2 separate regions of the Sus scrofa genome follow, and region 1 is linked to region 2. A link is a contact called in public targeted proximity ligation data. All regions are on one chromosome and are shown on one strand. The core of a region is the stretch at or near the end of the contact, and the rest is flanking DNA. Distances in the headings are between cores, read along the strand shown. Region 1 overlaps LOC106509230 (a long non-coding RNA gene). Region 2 has its middle 95 kb from the start of SSPN.

Evidence for each region.
Region 1: a targeted proximity ligation map of skeletal muscle shows a contact between it and region 2. A contact is called at or near these places in 3 of 47 Hi-C or Micro-C datasets (alveolar macrophages, embryonic fibroblasts and fibroblasts) and 2 of 2 datasets of targeted methods (alveolar macrophages and skeletal muscle).

The regions. Positions count from the first base shown.
Region 1 is chr5:47,702,327-47,708,156 of Sscrofa11.1, reverse strand. LOC106509230 (a long non-coding RNA gene) reads right to left here. Exons shown (of 3, transcript XR_002344069.1): 2 at 4,273-4,353; 3 at 2,030-3,299. Among named protein-coding and RNA genes, the nearest start is that of BHLHE41, 18 kb to the right of the region's middle.
Region 2 is chr5:47,512,018-47,517,394 of Sscrofa11.1, reverse strand. No RefSeq gene overlaps it. Among named protein-coding and RNA genes, the nearest start is that of SSPN, 95 kb to the left of the region's middle.

The sequences.
Region 1 (5,830 bases), core at 1,732-4,231, 190 kb before region 2:
CCATGAAGTAAAAGGTAATGTGATGCTTTTCTCAACTACATATATATTGTCAATACCACCAAATTTTACCTATTTCCAGTATAAGAGAAATTTAAAATTTAGAGGGGCCATTCATCTTATGAGGGAATGAATGGAGGGTTGAACAAATTGATTCTAAAAATATTTACTGAGGAATTCCCACTGTGGCTCAGCAGTAACAAACTCGACTAGTATCCATGAAGACATGGGTTCAATACCTGGCCTCCCCCTGGTCGCAGACATGGCCAGGTTGGTGTGGCTGTGGTTATAGGCCAGTGGCTACAGCTCCAATTCGACCCCTCGCCTGGGAACTTTCATGTGTCAGGGAGTGACACTAAAAAATAAATAAATAAAAAAAATATATTTACTGAATGCTAGGCATGGTGCTAGGCAGCAGGGACATCTAGATTAACTATTAGCCAAAACCCAAGAGCCCACACTTGTTGTCAATATGGTCAATAAAATTTCACAAGCGGAAACAAGAAAGGGAAACACATCAGAAGTATTCTAAGTGGGAGTTCCCGTTGTGGCTCAGTGGTTAAGGAATCCGACTAGGAACCAGGAGGTTACAGGTTCGTTCCCTGGCCTTGCTCGGTGGGTTAAGGATCCAGCGTTGCCGTGAGCTGTGGCGTAGGTTGCAGACGCGGCTCAGATCCCGCGTTGCAGTGGCTACAGCTCCGATTTGACCCCTAGTCTGGGAACCTCCATATGCCGTGGGAGCAGCCCAAGAAATGACAAAAAGACAAAAAAAAAAAAAGAAGTATTCTAAGTGAAGACATTCAGGGAAATTTCGAAATTAGAATTTAGGAGACATTATTTTTGTCCTACACTGGTTCAATTACTTTGTTCTCTGTATGAGCCAGAGAGCACATAATTCTCCCACCGTGAGAGGAAAGGGGTGCAGTACTCCAAACCAACCATGTGTGCTTTGGGCAGAAACTATCAATGTTTGAGAAAAACACAGCTTACTGTAAACCTAGATCAAACCGAAGGAAAAAGATTCCTGATATATGGCCTTTGATACTTGGTAATGATGCTTTGGAGATTGGCAGGTATAAAGACAGGTAATACACATTTACCTCTGCCAAAATATATATTCCCCAATAGCCATAAAGAAAAAAAAATGACTAAAGCCATAAATATGGGGAGGGAAGTTGAATGTTGAAATTCTAGATGTCTTGCAGGTTGATGCCGACCCCTGTGAGGAAGACCAGCACATCAGGGTTCTTACCACAACCAACTTCCCAAGAAAGGAATACCAGTCTCCATAGGCAGGTGTCAGAGGATTTACTGGGTTATAAAGGAATAGAGCCACACTGACCTTCAAAGTGGCCAGAACTGTGGCAAGCCAGCTCATCAGCCAGATAATCAGTTCCTTGCAACTGGGCAACCTGCATTCCATCCAGGTCAACTGTACGATAATGGACCTTCACCAGCAGGTAAAGGAGCCTTACAGTGAGGGTGATCCAAACTATCACTCTGGTGAATGGGGCTGGGTAATGGGGGCCAGTGGCCTGAGCATCTACTTTCTCAATGTCATGAATTTCTCTGGACTCTAAAATTAGAATAAAGTTGGAAGGGATGGATTGGGAGTTTGGGATTGGCATACGCACACTACCGTATATGGAATGGATGGTCAATGGGGACCTGCTATAAAGCACAGGGAAATCTACTCAATATTCTGTGATAATGTATATGGGAATGAATATGTGTATATGTATAACTGAATCACTTTGTCACATTGTTGTATAGCAGAAATTAACACAACATTGTAAGTCAGCAGCAATAGAATTTATTTATTTATTTATTTATTTATGCTTTTTAGGGCTGCACCCATGGCACATGAGGTTCTCAGGCTAGGGGTCGAATCAGAGCTGCAGCTGCTGGCCTACACCACAGCCATAGCAACTAAGGATCTGAGCTGTGTCTGCAACCTATATACACCACAGCTCACAGCAACATCGGATCCTTAATCCACTGACTGAGGCCAGGGATCGAACCCACACCCTTATAGATCCTAATCCGGATCGTTAACCCCTGAGCCATGAAGGGAACTCCCATAGAATTTTTTTAAAAATTAGAATAAAGTTGATAAATACACACATATCACCATCATATCTCTAGAGACAGAGGCTACTTAAATTAGGTAGACATAAATGAAATGACTAATATTTACCCAATTTGAAAAGGTATTTAAGGAAAAGTGTATTTAAGGATCCCCATTAGTTTTTAATTTAGGTTATATATACATTTTGAGTAAGAAAATCTGCTCATCACCTACTATCAGCAGTGTACATGGCATCAACATGCCTTACAACTGGTGATGTTAATCCTGACAAATTAGTTAAGGAGGTGTTGCCAGGTTTCTTCACAATAAAGTTACTATTTTTTCTTTCCATACTAACTTCGGATGTGACTTCTAAGCCCAGTCTCTACTCAAGGAAATGTTTTGTTTATTATTTCTTTTAAAAACATTTCAAACGTCTACAAAAGTTAACAAAAATAGTGTGATGCTTCATCTAGACTTGCCCCAACAGCATTTTTCATACATATTTTATCAATCTCTCTCTTGCTCTCTCTACAAATCTATGTAATATTACTATTTGCAATGTAGCAATATTATTATTTTGACCAAACCATTTCAGAGTAAGTTGTAGACAACTTTACCTCAAGTCCTCTGGCATGTATATCCTAAGAATAAGGAGTTCTTTTATAACCACGCTGTGATGATCAATTTCAGGGCCTTTAACATTAGTATAACACTGTTATCAAATATATAGCTCAGCATTTCTGCTTTTGTCTATAATGGAGGATCTGGTACTCCTAACTATAAAACTACAGAGAATGTCTAAGGCAAGTGTTTTCAGACATCGGAGAAGCAGCAACACAGCACAGAGTAAGCAACGCAAGCCTGCAATCAATCCCAGAAGGCAGGGAAACCTAAGAGGTGAGCCTCATGACATCCTGGCTCTCTGCCTGGGGAAAATTTCCTGACTGCAGTGTAGCAATCTGGAATCCAAGCAGAGAACGGCAGTCCCTCTGAGCTAAGGAGGAGGAGATCAGAGGTGGGGGCAGCTGGAGTCTTCAAGGCAGGGCCCCCAACAGGCAGGAGCTATGCAGTTCATATAAATATCATCATACTAATACCTCTAATTCTGGTCCAGTATCACAAGGCTTCCCCTGGTCTTCTATTCCACACCTCTGTCTCTCTTTTAGAAACCCAGAGCAGACTGGCAAGGTGAGTACCATTTTCACTGTCAAGTCTCCAGCTGAAGACGAGCCTGCCAGGGATGAGATGACAAAAGAAACAGTAGTCACTTATGTGAACCCCTGAGAATAAATGATAGAAAACCCAGAACAGTGGATTTGGTGAGAAAGTGCACCAAACAGAAGTAGAAAACATTTTTTCTTCCACACCAGAGGCATGTAGAGGTACCTGGGCCAGGAATCAGAACCAGAATCAGAATGCAGGAACCAGAGCCGCTGCAGTAACAATGCCAGATCGTAAACCCCCTGCATCACAAGAGAGCTCCAACATAAGTGGAAATTTAAGGGGTACACAATAGCATGTTTGTCTTCTAGAATTCCAATTATTATACTATTTAACAAAAATTCCAAGTAATTTATTTGTTATTTAATTCAATAATTATCTCACTGCAGCCCCTTCATTCCTGAACTCTTTATTTTGATTCATTTGTTACCTGGTGTCCATTTTTCAGTAATTTTTTCAAGAAGGGTTCATGGATTTGGTTTTCCTTGGTTTAGTGATTCTCAACCTTAGCTGCATGTGGAATGACCTTGGGAGCTTCTGAAAAACAACTAACTTCTGGCCATCCTCCTGGACCAATTCAAACAAGTTTTCTGAGAGCATGATCTACACAACAGTGATTTGTTTTTGTTTTCATTTTGTTTTGGTTTTAAAAAACTCAAGTGGTTCAAATTTGCATATATTTAAATATCTCCAATCTCAAAGTAATTACAGCAACAGGCTTTCTTGGAGGGGTAGGGGTGGTGGGGGAGGCCAAGGAGAGTTACAAGCAGAGTTCAAAGAAGTAGCCTATGAATTATCTTGAAAATCTGGTCAACTGCAGATCCTGATTCAATGGCAGCTATGGAATGGCAACTGAAATCCTGCATTCCTAATAAGTTCCCAAGTAATCCCAAGGCTGCTGGTTCATGTACCACACCTCTGGGCACTCTGTCTTTTGCAGTGAATATTGCTATGGAGGAATCTGGAACTACCCGAACTTTTACCTCTTTTTCCCCTTTGGGGTGGCTTGTTTCTTCTTCCTGGATGTCCATCTGATTCTCTTCTTTGAAATTCATTTAGTTAGGCTGGAGGAATTAACAAAGAATAGAAGAAGATTCCCACACTGATATTTCGTTTCTTTCTGAACTTGTGGGTGGTGGTGCTGTTCTAGTAACCAAAGCCAAACAGTTCCAGCTTTCTGAGGAGGCCCCATAGGACTGGCATGATGCCCGGCCTCCACAGTGGCTGAGATGCCTGTTTCCTCTTGTGCACATTAGTCTTACAATCAAATGCCCACAAATGGAGGTAATTGGAAAGAGTTTGTTACTTGCAAGCAAAAAAAAAAAAAAAAAAAAAAAAAAAAAAAAAAAAAAAAAAAAAAAATTTAATTAAAACAATCAAAAAACAGGTTTAAAAATATATGATATGAAAATAAAGCTTGCACAGAGTGCTGTGTCAAAAAGCAATTAATGCCAAAAAAATGGTGTATTTACAGTAATGATTGTCAGAAAGAGAGGCGGGGCAGAGAAGTTTTCTTATTTTCCATGTTGGACAGATGATAAACAAGAGAAAATGTAGACAAGGTACAGTACCAAAAAGGAAGGGAAAAGAGAATAAAGACTAAAATGTGATGCCAAAAGATTGTGAAAGACTTAAAACCAATTAAAAGCTGAAAATTGGGAAATAAGGAAATCTTAAAGGAAGAGTCAGGGAAAATTTTCAACCAGAATTATAAAGACTCATAAGGCAGAACGACAACATGGACTATTAAATAAGCTGAATAAAGATGAGGACAAGAAAATAAAATGTAAAAGGAAACCAGCAGGTTAAAATAGCTTGTCAAAATAAAAATAAGAATGACGTTATTTATGAAATAATTTTAAACAGATGAAACGCAAATAAGAACAGGTTGAAGGTGAACATGATAATAAGGAAGACAGAAAATAGAATATGAGAGTAGGATTAAAGATAAATTTGATTAGCTAATTTACAGCGACTTTAAAATACCAAAAAATTTTTTTCAAAGTTTATGAGTTAAGGAGAATAGAAAAACATCTCAAAACATACAAGGAGTAAGAAAGCTTGGTGTTTACTGTCTTTCCCCAAGGGACAGTCTGCTAATGCAGGAGCAGTGTCCTCAGGTGGAACCCGAGGGGGCAGAGAGCAACGTGACACCTTGGACGTGGAGGCTTCCCCATTGCTCCCCTCAGCAAGTGCCAGAGGCCAGCCTCACCAGCAGTAATCAGAGAAGACAAATAGGAGGTATTAAAACAGCAAACTCACAGCTGGATGGCACCGACCTGACCCAGGAGGAACTCCATAGGCTGCCAGCTACATTCCCTCCTGGATTATCTCCTCCAAATTTAGCCCACACTCAGAGTCAGGGGGAAACTCTCTGTGTCAATAACCCACAAAGCATCACATATCAACAGTTGTCTTATGTCTCTAGACAATTTTTTAGGAACTGTGGTATAGCCCTCAGATCTAAAAAAGCATTTATTCTATAAGTGTTTATTGGGTGTCTTTCCTATCCCTGGCAGGGTACTGGACTCCAGGAATACA
Region 2 (5,377 bases), core at 2,420-4,919:
CACTTCACAACAGAGTCTAGGGATAATCCAGAAGATTCCATGTGGTTTTCTAGGTATCATGTTCCCACCCCATCATGTGGTCCCAACGGACCTCTGAGGGACTAAGTCTTTAATGTAAGAGAGACTGAAGAGTTATATGAGGAGACTATTGGAATTTATTACCAGACTAAGTTTATCATAGTGTCCAAAAGCCTTAGTCCTTAAAGGGTGGGCTTGAGATCAACAGCGTTAGCTGAGAGCTCATTAGAAATGCAGAACTCAGGACTGCCACCAGAACTCATGAAGCAGAATCTGAATTTTAAGCTGATCCCTAGATGCTTCATACAGATGCACATAAAAGTTTGAGATGCACTAGTCTAAAGTACAGAACTCTTCCCTGTCCATTCCCCATTGTCCAGCAAGGTCCACTGGAGCAACTAGAGCACAGTATGAAACTACAGTTTGTCTACACATCTCCATGTACCCTAAGTAAATCTGTGACCCTGCCCCAGTCAAATGAAAGCAGGTAGAAGAGAACAGTGGGAGTTTCTGATGCCCCTCTGAGGCAAAGGGAGCAGGTAAAACCATGCCAGCAACTGGGCATCAGCTCATATATCACTTCTCTCTGTTGACACTGCTGTCCTCAGTGCTGGGTTGAGAAGGATTCTGAGTCAACCCAAAGGTCAGCGGGAAAAGGAGCCATGCCAGATTAGTTCTGACTATCATGGGTCAGGGCTGTGGGAGTCCCAGGTTTGCCAACTCTGAGGGAAGAGATGTGCTGGGAAGGACTAACTGGAAAAGAGGCTTTGGTCTCATCTCTCAAAAGTTGCAGCCGAGGAAATTGTAAGTGCTTTCTGATTCTTGAAGAAACTGTGTCAGTGGATCACATCACCATTTTAGTGAGCCTTCCTCACCATAGGAGAGACCAGGAGCCTCTTTCCCCAGGATCACACTTCTTTGGCTTCATACTCATTATTATGTGAGTGACCAAGAAAAGGGTTTTGCTAAGCAGAGTATCAGAAGACCAGATTTCAGGACCAGGCTCCCATCATTTGTAAAACATTGCTTTCCTAAGTTTTAAAAGCACTGATTATATAAATTTTATTGGCCAAAAATTTTTTTGCAATTTTTTTTTTTTTTTTTTTTTTTTTGCTTTTTAGGGCCACACCTGCAGCATATGGAAATTTCCAGGCTAGGGGTCCAATCAGAGCTGGAGCTGCCGGCCTAGGGTAATGCCAGATTCTGAATCCACTGAGCAAGGCCAGGGATCAAACCCTGGAGAGGCTAGTCGGGTTCATTACCACTAAGCCACAATGGGAACTCCCTTTGCAAATATGTATTGCCTATGGTGCCTAACTTTAAAAGAAGTTTCATAATTAAGATTGTAAAGCTCAGACTTCTTATTTCCTTCCCTTCCTTATGGCATTAGGATAAGAGTGCTAGATTAGGAGTTGAGAAGATGTAGATTCCAAGCCAGATCCTCCTTCATATTAGCTATGTCGGCAGGGAAGTTAATAAATCTCTCTAAGCCTCAGTTTCATTGGTCACTGGGATATACTAAGCAATCGATAACTTAAAAAAAAATCAATCCAAGCCACCACTATAAATTTAATTTCATTTGAGGACATATTACTGTCAATAGAGAAACTCATCTGTGAAATTTTCGGGGCATCTGGCAGATAGATGCTGGAGGTGGGAGGAGGACAAATCTTTGCTGCTAAAAATCACTCCTCTTCTTTCTTGATGTCAAGGCACAGACCTCCCTGTAGGCAAGAGACCAGGCCAGAAGGCCCCCCAGAGGTCCCTGATTCCCTAAATAAATGTAGTCAGGTTGAAACATATTGATAGAAGCCAAAGCTCAATAGGAATTTGCCTCAGCCTGCCCCTCCCAAATGGCTAACAACAAACAAACAAAGAGACACAAACAGGCTTCTTCCGATGGCTACGCCTGTGCTACATCCCTGGGCCACAAGCCCCAGGGGAGCTGGTCCTGTTGTCCCCAGACAGACTGCTTACTTCCTGATTCCAAGGGACCCATTCTAATGGCATTCACAAGCAACTGCATCTGCTGTGGGTCTTCTCCAGCCACAAAGCTCCTACTCTGAGGAGCCAAAGAGCAGCAAGCTTAGCCATCTGGCTGCCCACCACTTCCGGTGAGCGGGGCAGAAGAGCAGAGAAGGCTAAGGTCCATGACCCACACCCAGCTGCCGGCCCTACTTGGAGGCTGAGAGCAGGGGCAGCAGATGGGAGAGTGACGCTCTCCTCCTGCTGCAGGTGATTCATAGGGCATCCGGGCACGCGGCCCACCTCCAACTGCAGTGGGAGCAGATTCCATAAGGATCCAAGAGCCTTTGTGGATGCCTGAGAACCGCATGAGGCTGGGAGGCGTCTGGGGAAGCAGGGGGCGGGGTGTGAGTTTTCCCTGGTGCTAAACTAACCCCATCTTGTTGCTTTTCTTACCCTCAGAGGCCTTGGTCCCTTTCTGCATAAGCCTGCTTAGGGCAGATGCTTTTAAAGTCATATTTGTCTCCAACCTGCTCCTGCTGCATTCTCTGCATTCTCTGCACCGTCTCTAGCACTTTCGGGGTGAGTTCTATACCTTCTCCACTGACTTCCTCACCAAAGGAATCCACACCTTCTAGTAGGAGGTAGCCACTTCCTGCCCCTTAGAAAAAAAAGACTCTGGCCAAGTCCCCTGGCCTCTTACTGCTTGTGAAGTTGTGGGAAGGCTTGGGCTCTGACTACAGGGAAATAGAGTAACTCAGCTATTTGGCTTTTTCCCATGAGACAGTCTCCAGTGGGGTTTGATCTGTTTCCTCCTCTCCTTTCTCTTTGCCACAGAATGGCTTGGTCAGGATGTTGGCCCTGGAAATTTATCACGTGCCAAGCCAAGAATGGAAGTGCCCCCTTTCCTGGGGGATTCTGATGCTTCCAGCATCACCTGAAGCAGACAGTGGCTTCTGTCTCCTCACTGTCTGAGGGGTTTTCTCCCTTCTCAACACCTTGAAAACCTTATAATCACTCTGCCCTTCCCTCTTTCACTCCAGCCTTCTCCCAGGGAAGGAAATGGAGCATTCTCTCATGTGATTGCTAGTCATGGATGTAACCCTGCAGTCAACGCTGGCCGACCAAAGCCTGCGTCTGCGCTGCCTGGTATCCTCCTCTCTCCGCCTGGTTGGGCATCACCACAGCAGGAGTCTGGAGCTGCTTCCCAGCTCCCAGCATGTGACCCACACGTGCCCAGAAGCATGAGACGCAACATTAACCTTTTAGGGGATTTTCCGGAGCAAAGGAGACAGTCCATGGAGTGTTATTTATGTCTCCTCATTCCTTCCTTTTTGGAAGTAGCTCTTTTGGAATGGACAGAATAAAACAGAAGTCAAAGAACCGTCTAGGCATCCTCTCCCAAGCTGTAATTAAGATGGAACCTCATTTGTCATCCTGAGCATCAGTGTAATCAAGCATATGACAGAGCAGGATTTTGGAACATTTTTATCAGTGTTGGAACCACAGCTCTTCCGTGGCCACATTTCCCTTCGTGTCTCAGATTTCAGAGCACATACTCACATTTCCCGCACAGACAGGCCATGCCTCTGCTCTTCTGCTTCGGCTGACCACTCTTCTCTGTAGCTGCATGCAAGGGGTAGGGGTGGACACATTCCAGCTCGCTGGGGTTTGGAACGGCACCTCTCATCCCCAGAGAAGGGATTCTCTGTGGGGGCTGAGCTGGCAGTGCTCAGGCTTGCCTTGCGGTCGGCACGTAGGCCATCAGAAATCATCCGGGTGTCAACCTGCCAAGTCGAGGCCGTCCTGGGGCCCAGGGATTTATTGCTCACAGAAGAAAGAAAAGAAGCCATTTCCCTAACACTGCTTTGCAGGCCACTGTCATGGAAAGGGACTCCTGATCAGTTCAGTATCTAATTTATCATGCCTGCCTCCCTCGCCAGCAGTTCAGGCCTGTCTGCTCCCAGGAACAGGTGCCAAATCGGAGTGTGGAATTTTCCCAGCAGGCCCCAGGGTGTGTTGCTGCCAAGGCAACTGTGGTAGGCTTGAGGAATAACGAGTGAACCACAAATCCAGAAAAGGAAGAGGAGACTGCCTTTTTGGCGTGGGCTGACTCAGGTACAGGCTGTCCCTTGAGGAAAGCTGTGGGTTTCGAAGACCTCCTCTCCCCCCAGTGCCAAGGCCGGACAAGGCCAGGGCAGGCCAGGCTGGGCCCCACAGAGCAGCTTCCCAGAACTGGGTTAATCAGACCAGGTGAGGACAGCGGAGAGTGGCTGCCTGCTAAGGCCACAGCAGGCTCTGCCCAGGAGGAGTAGCAGAAAGCAGTGGGTTGTCGGGGAAGGCCTGAGACCTATGTTCAGGGGAGAAAAGCAGCACTGCGTGAGCATCTGGAGGGAGGTCTGGAGTTAAATGGATGCCAGGGGAGAAGCAGAGCTGTGCACCACAGAGGGACAGACCTGGCCTTCAGGAGAGCAGGAACAAAGTCAGTGATATCCAGGGAGGTGAGGGAAGAAGTCCAAGCTGTATGAGCATAAACAGAGAAGCAAGTTCTTAGGGGCCAATCAGGAGCAAATGTGGATTGGCATCCTCTGATCGAGCATGCTTCTGCTCATCCCCGTGAGAACCATCTCTACCCCTGACCAACACGGCGTGTAGCACACCTAGATAGACAGGAGACTTGTGACCAGAGATGCTCACCTGCTTTCCCTTGTTCTGGGCCAGACTCCACAACCTTGGCTGCAATTCTGAGACCACATCCGAGGTCAGCGGGCATGAGTAACATGGCGTGATGGCTGCTGTGGGACCAGGAGGGGAGACTGAAGGCACACTGGCCAGGGCCATGGTTTTTGTTCTTCCTGAGGTTTTGCTTCATTAACTTTATGGAGACAACCAAATGTTTTGGGGCAGATGACTGAGCCCCTCATTTGAAATGAGAACCATAGCTTTACGTTTTACTTCACATGAATTTAAAACAAAATTTGTTTACAGCAAATTAAGGATATGGGGTGAGATTTGACATGAAAATCCAGGCCTTCATCACTACACAAATAAACAGAATCAGGGAGTTCCTGTCATGGCTCAGTGGCTAATGAACCCGACTAGCATCCATGAGGACGTGGGTTTGATTCCCTGGCCTCACTCAGTGGGTTAAGGATCCGGCATTGCCATGAACTGTGGTGTAGGTTGCAGACACAGCTCAGATCCTGCGTTGCTGTGGCTTAGGCCGGTGGCTACAGCTCTGCTTGGATCCCTAGCCTGGGAACCTCCATATGCCATGGGTGCAGCCCCAAAAAGACAAAAAATAAAAAACAAACAGAATTAGTGTACCTGATTATTTTGCTCTCACTGAGTTTCAATTCATCTACTTCTAATACTTTTCTTCTATGTATTCGCT